2 separate regions of the Danio rerio genome follow, and region 1 is linked to region 2. Evidence: chromatin contacts called from public HiCAR-type data. All regions are on one chromosome and are shown on one strand. Each heading gives the region's core, a stretch centred on a gene start, on an enhancer-like site or on the middle of the called end of the contact. The rest is flanking DNA. Distances are from core to core; before and after follow the strand shown. Region 1 holds the start of map1lc3c (microtubule-associated protein 1 light chain 3 gamma). Region 2 holds the start of tbce (tubulin folding cofactor E).

The links. HiCAR-type assays count read pairs that join an accessible place to other places.
Region 1: a contact with region 2 is called in a HiCAR-type map of caudal fin, with 5 times the contacts expected there. The contact joins the promoter of map1lc3c here to the promoter of tbce in region 2. A contact is called at or near these places in 5 of 18 Hi-C or Micro-C datasets (caudal fin, embryo, hematopoietic stem cells and 1 more) and 3 of 4 datasets of contacts at active chromatin or transcription factors (caudal fin, embryo and pancreas).

What each region holds. Positions count from the first base shown.
Region 1 is chr11:47,038,409-47,044,132 of GRCz12tu, reverse strand. It overlaps map1lc3c (microtubule-associated protein 1 light chain 3 gamma), which reads left to right and starts at 4,006. Exons shown (of 4, transcript NM_200298.2): 1 at 4,006-4,080; 2 at 4,180-4,235; 3 at 4,316-4,422. The coding sequence starts at 4,023. strn (striatin, calmodulin binding protein) reads right to left here and starts at 123. Exons shown (of 18, transcript NM_001080642.1): 1 at 1-123.
Region 2 is chr11:46,851,340-46,856,780 of GRCz12tu, reverse strand. It overlaps tbce (tubulin folding cofactor E), which reads left to right and starts at 3,686. Exons shown (of 17, transcript NM_001039989.2): 1 at 3,686-3,716; 2 at 4,531-4,639. The coding sequence starts at 4,549. rbm34 (RNA binding motif protein 34) reads right to left here. Exons shown (of 12, transcript NM_001002382.1): 2 at 3,300-3,370; 3 at 1,132-1,276; 4 at 823-944. The coding sequence starts at 3,322.

The sequences.
Region 1 (5,724 bases), core at 2,757-5,256, 190 kb before region 2:
CGGGATTCGGTGTCTGCTGGACGGCACGGACTCTGGGTTCGATGCTCTGGATCCGCGTCGCTGCTCGAAGGGAAACGGGCGGCTGCGGCTCCGCTCACTGCTGTCACTTCATGACGTTTCCGCTAGCGCTGCTCGAATCAGCAGTGAATCGTCCATGTGAGCCGACTCAGTGAACTGATTCCGTCGAGCCGATTAGTGAGCCGATTGAGTTACTTTTAAAAGTTGTAGTTTAAAGGAGCATGTTTGTCATTAGCAAAATATGAATTGTCATCATTTACTTTAGATTAAATCACTTGGACATACATACATACATACATACATACATACATACATATATATATATATATATATATATATATATATATATATATATATATATATATATATATATATATATATATATATATATATATATGTATGTATGTATGTATGTATGTATGTATGTCCAAGTGATTTAATCTAAAGTAAATGATGACAATTAGATTGTCATCATTGTAAATGATGACAATCTAAAGTATTATATCTTATGTAAATGTAAAATTCTAAATGAATTAAATACATGAAGTAAAATTTGTAGATGCAACTTAAATTTTATTGATGCATAACACACACACACACACACGCAAATATATATTATATATAAAATATCATTTTATTTTTATTCTTCTTCATTTAGCTGTAAATATATAAAATAAAAAGGAAATTTTAATTGCATTTTCAATTGGAAACTGATTTTTAGTGACAGTTTTAATTTTTTGTTGAAGGGAGCCGCATATTTTTGGTCAAAGAGCCACATGTGGGTCCCGAGCCATAGCTTGCCCACCCCTGCTTTACAGCATAAAAGAGAACCTAATTAAGCTGAATAGGGTTTTTACTTTAATTTTTAATATATTGACAGGGTATTTTTGTGTTGTTCATCAATAAAATATTAATTGTATTTATATATTTTAGTTTTATATTCATTATAAATTTGAATTACGTTGGATTTAATCATTTAGACGACACTTATCAAATAATGCGAATAATAAAGCAATCGAACAGAATATAGTTTTTAGATTTTTAATATATGTATGCATATATTTTGTGATATACATTAATAAAATTCACTCATTCATTCATTCTCTTTTCGGCTTAGTCCCTTTATTAATCAGGGGTCACCACAGAGGAATGAACCGCTAACTTAATCAGTACATGTTTTATGCCCTTCTAGCTGCAACCCATCACTGGGAAACATCCAAACTCATTCACTACAGTCAAGTTTAGCATATTCACTATTCACCTGTACCACAAGTGTTTGGACTGTGGGGGAAAAGAGACGACATCGTAACCCACTGCATCACCCCACACTTCAATAAAATATTACCTACAATCATTTATTAACCTTTGTTTTTATTTTAATTAGACTTGAGTATTTATTTTAATTAGACTTTATTTTAATTAGACTTTTACATTTAAATGTAATCATTTGGACGACACTTTTATCTAATAATGAGAATAATAAAAGTAATAAAGCATCAAAAACCTGTATAAATATTTTGGGTTTATAGTAAAAAGGTCAGATTATGCCATTTTTATAAATATGTATGCAGTAATCAGTGTTGTTGGTATAGTTTTATTATATATATATATATATATATATATATATATATATATATATATATATATATACATATATATATATATATATATATATATATATATATATATATATATATATATATGTATATATGTATATATATATATATATATATATATATATATATATATATATGTATATATATATATATATATATATATATATATATATATATATATATATATATATATATATATATATATATATATATAAAAGATAGTTAGGGATAAAACAGAGCAGAAAATGAGTGTTGATAATAGTAATGTTGACAAAAAAGGTTAATCTAATCATTATTATTGAGAATTCTCCTTTGCTGATTCCTAAAAATCAACAAAACGTATATATATATATTTATATTTTCACTTAGCAATGTTAATTTAGTACTGAATCAAGTTATTTTTTTAATTTTAAACATTTGTAGATATATTTGTATAAAAGTTTAACATCAAGATAACATACAAACTAATGTGATGTTGTTCACAAAAACACATCTATTACAAAAAAACAAAAAAAAAACAATCGTGTATAAAATAACTCAACACAAAAATAAACAAAGCTTTATCAAACATATCGTGCAAATCAAACGCGCTCATAACTTTAAAGAGTCGAATGTGTTTAAACAAAACGTTCAGTTGAACCGATTCACTGACATGATTCGCACTACGCTGGTTTCCGCTCATTTCACGCCCACAAGCAGGTCAACAGATCGCAGCCAGCACGAAGCGCTCTGATTAGACAGAACAAACAACTCGTTCGGTGAAAAGCCAATCAGAGACGAACGCGCTGGGCATGCTGGGACTTGTAGTCCAAATACGTTTTACTCATTATTCTGCAAAACGTTCTTACACAGAGTCATTGTTCAGTGTTGAAATAGCTGTACACACTCGCAGTCTCACAAAAACTCACATTAGTTAACTAAAAACACAACACACAAACTTTAAACACACACTTGTGTTTTTAACAAACTACTATAAGTAATGTGAAAAGCATCAACTTGACATAAAATGCATGTTTTAACATTACATAACAGAGCAGACTCAAGCAGATGCTTGTAATATTTTCACAGAGGATTCATTTAAGTACTCATGTCATGCTCGAACTGTTATACAACAATACAATACCATCCTCTGTTTTAAATACGCACGCATCCATTTCTGAGACTCGTGAACAACACAAAGATCCATTCACAGCCTTATTTACCTGCAACATTTTAGGAATGTGTATCGGCATACTGATTATTATACTCGGCACACTTATTATACTCTTATTATTATACTGAAACACTCTAAATGCTTTAACATTTACAAAATAACTCTGGGAGGATTAGGGCTCCTTTGTTAACATGTTAATGAAATGTTTACTGTTATTATTATTCATTTTAACTTCATTTAAATGTTTTAATTCAATATTTACAAAATAATTCTGGGAGGAATAAGACTATCTATCTATCTATCTATCTATCTATCTATCTATCTATCTATCTATCTATCTATCTATCTATCTATCTATCTATCTATCTATCTCTGTCTGTCTGTCTGTCTGTCTAAAAATAACTTACACATTAAAAACTTTATTATGCTGCATAAGTAACTTTAACACAACCTCCTTTGTTGAAATGTTAACATGAATAAAATGTTTAGTGTTATTATTATTATTTATTTTAACTTCATTTAAATATTTTAATTCACTTAATTCCTCTGCTTATTAACTTAAACTTTAAGACTAACAAAGAATAAACTCTGTAACATGCATGTCAGCATTTTAATAATGCAATAGTTCTTCTTATTATACTTATACACTCTAAAATATGCTGGATTGTATGGTTATAATGTTTAAGAAATAATATACGGTGAAATAAGTCTGTAAAATAACATTATAAACATTATAAATAACATGTGCTGCAGTTTAATACATGGTATCTGTGGCTTAATATACAACACCGACCCAGATAATATCTCATTTTAAACTAATAAACATGTTTATAAAAGTCACTTTTTCCAACTTTTCAATGTATAAAGTTATTGGAAAAAGATTAAGATCACATAATGCAATTTAAAAGCATTAAATAAACTAAAAATAAAACATAAAACATGAGTAAATAAGTAAATAAACTGCAAATTTACCAACAGACATTTTTTACAGTGTGGGTTTAATAAAACCAGTATCTTTTTACAGTATACTTATCACAAACATTTAGTGAACACAGAGGACTAAAACTGTTAAAAATAAAAATAAATTAAATACAAATAATAATAAAATAAAACAAATGAATATCGCGCGATCTCCGCGGAGCGCATGCGCAGTGACGTCACCGCCGGCGCAGTATTTAATTAGTGTTAGTGCGCTCGGAGAGCAATTAGTGCGCAGGTCAGAGGTGCAGCTCAACATGCCTCCGTTTGAGAAAACTCCACATCCCAAACCCTTCAAACAGAGGAAGAGCTTAGGTGTGCGTCTTTATATCACATATTCGACCTTTTGTGTGTGTGTTTGTGCTGTCAAACTCAACAGTTGTTTGTTTTTTGGTGTTATTGGTGATCGATCAGCAACGAGGAAACAAGAGGTGGCGGGAATACGGACTAAGTTTCCGACTAAAATCCCGGTAAGTAGTGTGTGTTAGTGATTATGTGTGTTCGTCGATCAGTGTGTGTGTGTTTAAGTGAAATATGCTCTTTATTTGAGGTAATAATCGAGCGATATCAGAGAGAGAAGTTTTTGCCGCCTCTGGATAAAACCAAGTTCCTCGTGCCTCAGGAGCTCACCATGACCCAGTTCGTCACCATCATCAGGTGAGCAAAACTCTATAATATACGCCTGTTTTATTCTAGAAATGTGTGTAACAATATAAAGAATGCATTAAACGAATAGCCTGCAACCATTTTACACAATTTAAATATTGCTTTTTATTTTATTTTCTCTCTTTCCTGCTTATTCAATAAAAAAATCCGTTTGCCTGCACTGTAATGCCATTGTTACCTTTAAAAAGTGAGTAAACCCATTGCCTTAAAAGCAACAAAGTGATTTTACTTAAAGCTGGAAAACCCATTGACTTTTGTCTATACTCAGTTCGTCTACTTTAAAAAGTGTAAACTCGTTGCCTCATCATTTTTAAATTGACTAATTACTTTTTACAGTGTGAAATTCTATCTATCTATCTATCTATCTATCTATCTATCTATCTATCTATCTATCTATCTATCTAATTTTTAAAAGCACATTCCTGAATAGTGAATTAATTGTTCTATTTCACAAGTCAAACCTTGACTTCTCATTATGCACATAGTTTGTTTACTTTATTATAATAATAATAATAAGGCAATGAGTTAACATCTATATGTATTGTTTTTAAACTTAACTAATCACTTTTTTATAGTGTGAAAGATCATGCATTTGAAGCAAAAGCAAATTTATTAATCTAGGTAAATTAATAAAATTCACTATTTTCATATAAGAAGTCTTAAGTGTTTTTTTTTTAAATTTTTTTTTTTTTAAGAAATCTGTTTGTGAAAAATTCTCAGCAAGTATAAGAGAATTCCTGCAGTGCATTCCTGTAATTGTGTTTAAAGAGACAGAGACATGCAGTGGTCAGCATATACGAGTAGAGTACACCCTCTTTCAGAAATGTCTGTTTTTATAAAACGGATTGTTTGGATGTAGAAAACTTGTGGTTTATTTAAACATAAATTTCATTTATCAGTTTTATTCATTAGAATAAGATTTTGGCCACCGACCACCTTTAGGAATGCAAAGATGATGCATTTAGATTCAAACCAGTTGGAAAAACAATTACAACCTACAAATTTCAATGTTATATGTGTTATTTTTTCCGGTTTATTAAACCTTTTAAAAAAACTAAATTTGTGTTAGTTTATAGATCTTTTTTTTTTGTTAGATTAGTTTTAGTTTTGACTTCAGTACTGATTTAATTTAATGCATATGCACTAATTTATTATAATTTTATTATATTAAAACATCTTGTAAAATTATAATTTAGGATATCTGTGTGGGTTGTACTCATGCATGTTGAACAATGTGTGTCTATCAGTTTAAACTATACTAAGGGAAAAAAAATTTAAGTTAATGCGCAGAAA
Region 2 (5,441 bases), core at 2,437-4,936:
GCATCAAACACACACACACACACACACGCACAAGGCTTGAGAAGTATCCAGATTTTGATACCGTCAAACCTCCTCCCTATTTTACACCGGTTTCCAGTATTACCTCGGTTATCTGTATATATATATAGTTTTATTAGTATTTTTATTCAATGCTTTGAAAAATAAATTAAATCTTTGTAGACTATCAATACATATGTACTATATATCATTTATTTAAATATGTGGGCAACAAATTATAGATTCATTTTATTTAAAAATGATTATATTATTCTTATTTTTTAAATTCAACTATAGGGGTGCAGCCAGGTAGGGGGCCTTACAAGACAATGTGCCCAGGGGCCCCTGAGTTCTTAATCCGGGCCTGGTTATTCCGGTCACAAAATGCAGTGAAAATCCAACACAACGGTAAGTTTGATTGTAATGCTAACATGTTTACACTCGGTTTAATAGTTAGTTCGATACGAAATAACTTTGCCACCTGAATAAACAAACACAGACCACTGGTCGCTCGCTTGCCAAATCTGTAGAGACAGGACAAACAACACCAACTGGAGCCGCGTCTTTAGTACTTTTTAGTGAGATATACGTGTCCTAATAGTGTTTTTAGCAATGTGGGACACATATACTACTGTCAACAGCTCAAAAAATGTGTTTTGCTGTTTCATGACCCTTTAAAAACAATAATATAATGAACATGCATATATTTCTGTTTTAGGCATGTCGCAGAGTGTATATTTAAGCTCCATTACTGTTCCAGATCTGGATTGTAACAGTTTGAACCTAAACCATGTTTAATATGACAATGGAGGGATGCTAGGTTACCTGTCCTGGAGTTTCTTCTCAGCAGCTGAAAGAGTCTTTGGTTTTTTCTTCTGTTTCTGAACCTGATCTTTGCTCTTGACTACTGCATTATCAGACACTGCAGGCGTGACTTTAGGCTCAATCTAATGAGAGAAAACACAGATGTCAAACATGAAATACATACACTCCATGCAGAGTTTGAAACCTACAAGTAAGTGTGCTGAAGCAGGGTTGGAACTAAACTGTGCAGGGCTGCGGCCCTCCAGGAATTGAGTTCAACATCCCTGCTCTATAGACACCAAATGATGTCGGAGACCATAAAAAACGTACTTTTGGTGGAGGAAGGAACACTAAAGTATTTGCAGATGAAGTGGAGGCGAATAATGAAGACAGAGCTGAGGATTTGTGTTTTTCTGGGAAGAGGCTGCCGGACACCTGACCGACTTTATATCCTCCAGCATCGCCACCATCACTGCTGAAACAACAAGAAAACTGAGTTAACACAAACATCCTCAATATACTCACAATACAATATCAAAAGATGCAGTTTAGGGCAGCACAATATATTGTGAAATGATTGTTATATGATAATAGTATATGCAATATACACACCGCAGACGTGTGATGAATTACATTTATTTTCTGCATTGATTGTTTATATAGATTTAACCAATTGGATGGGGCCTTGCTATCTCTAGCTCCGCCTCCACAGTAGGTGCTGTTTAGCTGGAAGCTGAACCCAGAGCTGAAAATAAACACTAATGGGCGGAGTCAAGACAAGAGCAGAAAATAACAACAGCCAATCAGATGAGCTTTTCACTCATTCGCAGTGTTTTTTAAAGAGTTCATGTTGGCACTATGACAGCTTTTTATAAATTATATTTATTTAGATTTGAAAAATATATTTTACCCGTTTATTTTAATATCGTTACATAAATGCATTTAACTTTTTTTTTCCAACGGAAATATTATATGATAAGAAATATCACAATATTGCATGTCACTAATTTTTCCAGTATCGTGCAACCCTAATGCAATATATATATATATATATATATATATATATATATATATATATATTTATTTATTTATTAGGCATGGGACAATAACAGTTTGAGGTATACTGCGGTTTGGAAAAGTCAAGGTTTCAAAACAGTCAAAATTTTCTGCAATAATGTGCCTAAGGTATGTGTACGATTTTTTTATTTGTTTTTTTTTTAGGACAACAGTATCTCCAGCACAAAAGAAGCTTTTTTAAATTGTACAAGAAAATCTGTGTTTAAGAAACAAATGAAGACAGCAGAAGTCAATAATTCATTAAGCCTGTCATGTTTACAGCTCCAAAATATTTTAAATGTTACTGAAAGTTAAATACATTGTCTTCATCACAAAACCGTGATATTTTTATCCGAGGTTATCATACCATCAGAATCTTATAGCAGCCCATGTGTATGTGTGTGTGTTTATTATATTTGATTCTTCCCTTGAAAGTACCAGCTGAAAAATTAATATAGTAAATAAATACCACAATCCAATATTCCTTCTGTTTATAATAAATCACCAAGCTAAATTTAATTTGATGTAGACTCCAAAGTAGTAAGGCTTATCTTTCACCCATAAAAATCATGTGAAATCCAGTTACAATTTAGCAAGTTAATATAAATGTATGTAATGTATAGTAAACACCATAGCGTTTCTGAAACATAACTGAGGTAAAGTTGGTTTTATATTTGCACATTCAGACTTTCTCAATAATATCATTTTATAAAAGCATTGTTTGTTTAACAGAGATGGGTTTCGGCTGGAAGGGCATCCGCTGCGTAAAAACTTGCTGGATAAGTTGGCGGTTCATTCTGCTGTGGCGACCCCGGATTAATAAAGGGACTAAGTCGACGAGAAAATGAATGAAAAGTATTGTTTGCAAATTCTGATTATGGAAATCATATTAGCTGCCGATGACGATCAAAATAAAACATTGTTCAGTCAATTAAACAGTGCTAATGTTGTTTTGAAGTCATTCATACATGCCATTTCACACCCAATATTCAAAGTTGAGTGGTAAACTCTATAGGGACCGTTAAAATGAACGAATGTGCGAATAAAAAAACAACTTTACCTCAGTTAAATCATACTATAGTAGTTAAACACTTAATTTAATCGTTTGCGGTAATCCTGTAGTACAACATCTAAAATAAAATAAACAAATGACCCAATGCTGTACTAAGTTTTCCACAAGTGTGTGTATTACACTACAAAACAGCCCGGTTTACTCTAAAACTAATGTATAGTACAGCACTTATTACAGCTGATCAGTTCACAGAATGCTGGTGCAGTCATTAACAGTTGTAGATACTAATATATGCAGTATAATAGACCTTACTGTAGTATGGTTAATCTGTTATATAATATTGACTATAAATTACTTAAAACAATAAATTCAGAAAACAATCTTGATGTTTAATCAGTTATAGCGGGTAATAAAACGTATAAAAACAAACCTCTTTTTAATCTCCTTCTTCATGATGTCACTCAGAGCGCATGTCTATGTAGAATGATCTGGACGATATTTCTGTAAGTTAAGCGTAATTAAAGTTACAGCGAGGTGCTGAAGTTTCACACATAAACACGTTTATTTCGCTGCCCCGCGCATGCGCAGTTTTTCTGTCTCTTGGAAACCACAAACACTCATAATCAGTTCCTAGTGAGAAATATTCCTCGAGTGGCACACCAAAATACGCGGCTCTTGATGAATATAATAAGGTTTACACATCACTCTAATAGCATTTGTTTTTTAAAAGGAAATCTACATGACACAAACTCAGTAACAGCAGCGCTTTTGCAACTGTAATGTTTCTCGTCGGCGCAGCATTAGGCGCGAAACCTTGTGATGCTACATCCGGTTGCCGGTTCTGCAGGTGAGAATGATGCGGAGATGTTTTCATTCCGTTATTATTGTTTAACATGTAAGTCGCCGCTCCTAATTCACATTCTCTGCTTGTTTAAGCTCATACGAGATGTTTTATAAAGCTAATTTAATATATACAGACACGAGTAAGTAATCGCGGACGTCACTTATCTAACAATCTGTAGGGAAAATAGAGGAATACAGAGCTATATTTTAGGAGTTTAGCTGTATTTAAGCTATGTTTTAGGAATGATGTGGTTCAATGTTCATTTTCAAAGTAGATTTGAGGTATTTAGGTTAAACACGTCACATAATGTATATAAATTATCGAAAACAATGTGGGATTTATATTAAAGATAACATTTTATATTAAGATTTACTTACTAACACGAACAAATAATGAAATATACATTTATTACAGTCATACATAATATACATTTAGTACATTCATCTTTGTTAATGTTAGCTACTGAAAATAAAGTCGATCATTCTTAACTCAGTGCGTTAACCAATGTTAAGAAGCACAACAATGGATTTGACTAATAATTGACATTTAGTAAATGTTGAAATGTGATAAATTATTGTTCACGTTAGTAAACACATTAACTAATGAAACCTTACTGTAAAGTCTGACCATTTTGACAAATGTCATATAGAACCTGTTTCCAAGATGATAAAAATGTCTCATAATTATTTAATGTGAATACTTGTACTATACTTGAACTTTTAGGGTGTGCTAGCGTGGTATTATTCATTACTCATTGCTTTCATGATAGCAGTACTCTTTGATAAGCATGTTAATTAATATCTTGTTATTGTGTCAGTGTTTTAGCAGTGTGTTGATGATGTTGGACGAGGCTGTGGGCAGACGTGTGTGTTGTGATGGAGAAAGAGGAACCGTCCGTTATGTCGGTCCAGTTCCTCCCACTGCAGGTCTGTGTTCATTCCTAATTGTATATATATATATATATATATATATATATATATATATATATATATATATATATATATATACAGTTGAAGTCAGAATTATTCGCCCCCTTTTTTAATTTTTCCCAAATTATGTTTAACAGAGTAAGGAAATGTTCACAGTATGTCTGATAATATTTTTTCTTCTGGAGAAAATCTTATTTGTTTTATTTTGGCTAGAATAAAAGCAGTTTTAAATTTTTAAAAAAACAATTTTGGGAGAAAATTATTAACCCCTTTAAGCTAATTTTTTTTCCGATAATCTTCTGAATAAAACATCGTTATACAATAACTTGCCTAATTACCCTAAGCTGCCTAGTTCACCTTATTAACCTAGTGAAGCCTTTAAATGTCCCTTTAAGCTGTATAGAAGTGCCTTGAAAAATATCAAGTAAAATATTATTTACTGTCATCATGACAAAAATGAAATAAATCAGTTATTAGAAATAGGTTTCTAAAACTATTATGCTTAGAAATGTGCTGAAACAATATTCCCTCCATTAAACAGAAATTTGGGAAAAAAATAAACAGGGGCGCTAATAAGTCAGGGGGGCTATATATATATATATATATATATATATATATATATATATATATATATATATATATATATATATATATGTGTGTGTGTGTGTGTATAGCTCTGGTGTCCATAGTGTATGTGTGTGAATAAATGTGTGTGTGGATGTTTCCCAGTATTGGGTTGCAGCTGGAAGGGCATCCGCTGTGTAAAATATATGCTGGATAAGTTGGTGGTTCATTCCTT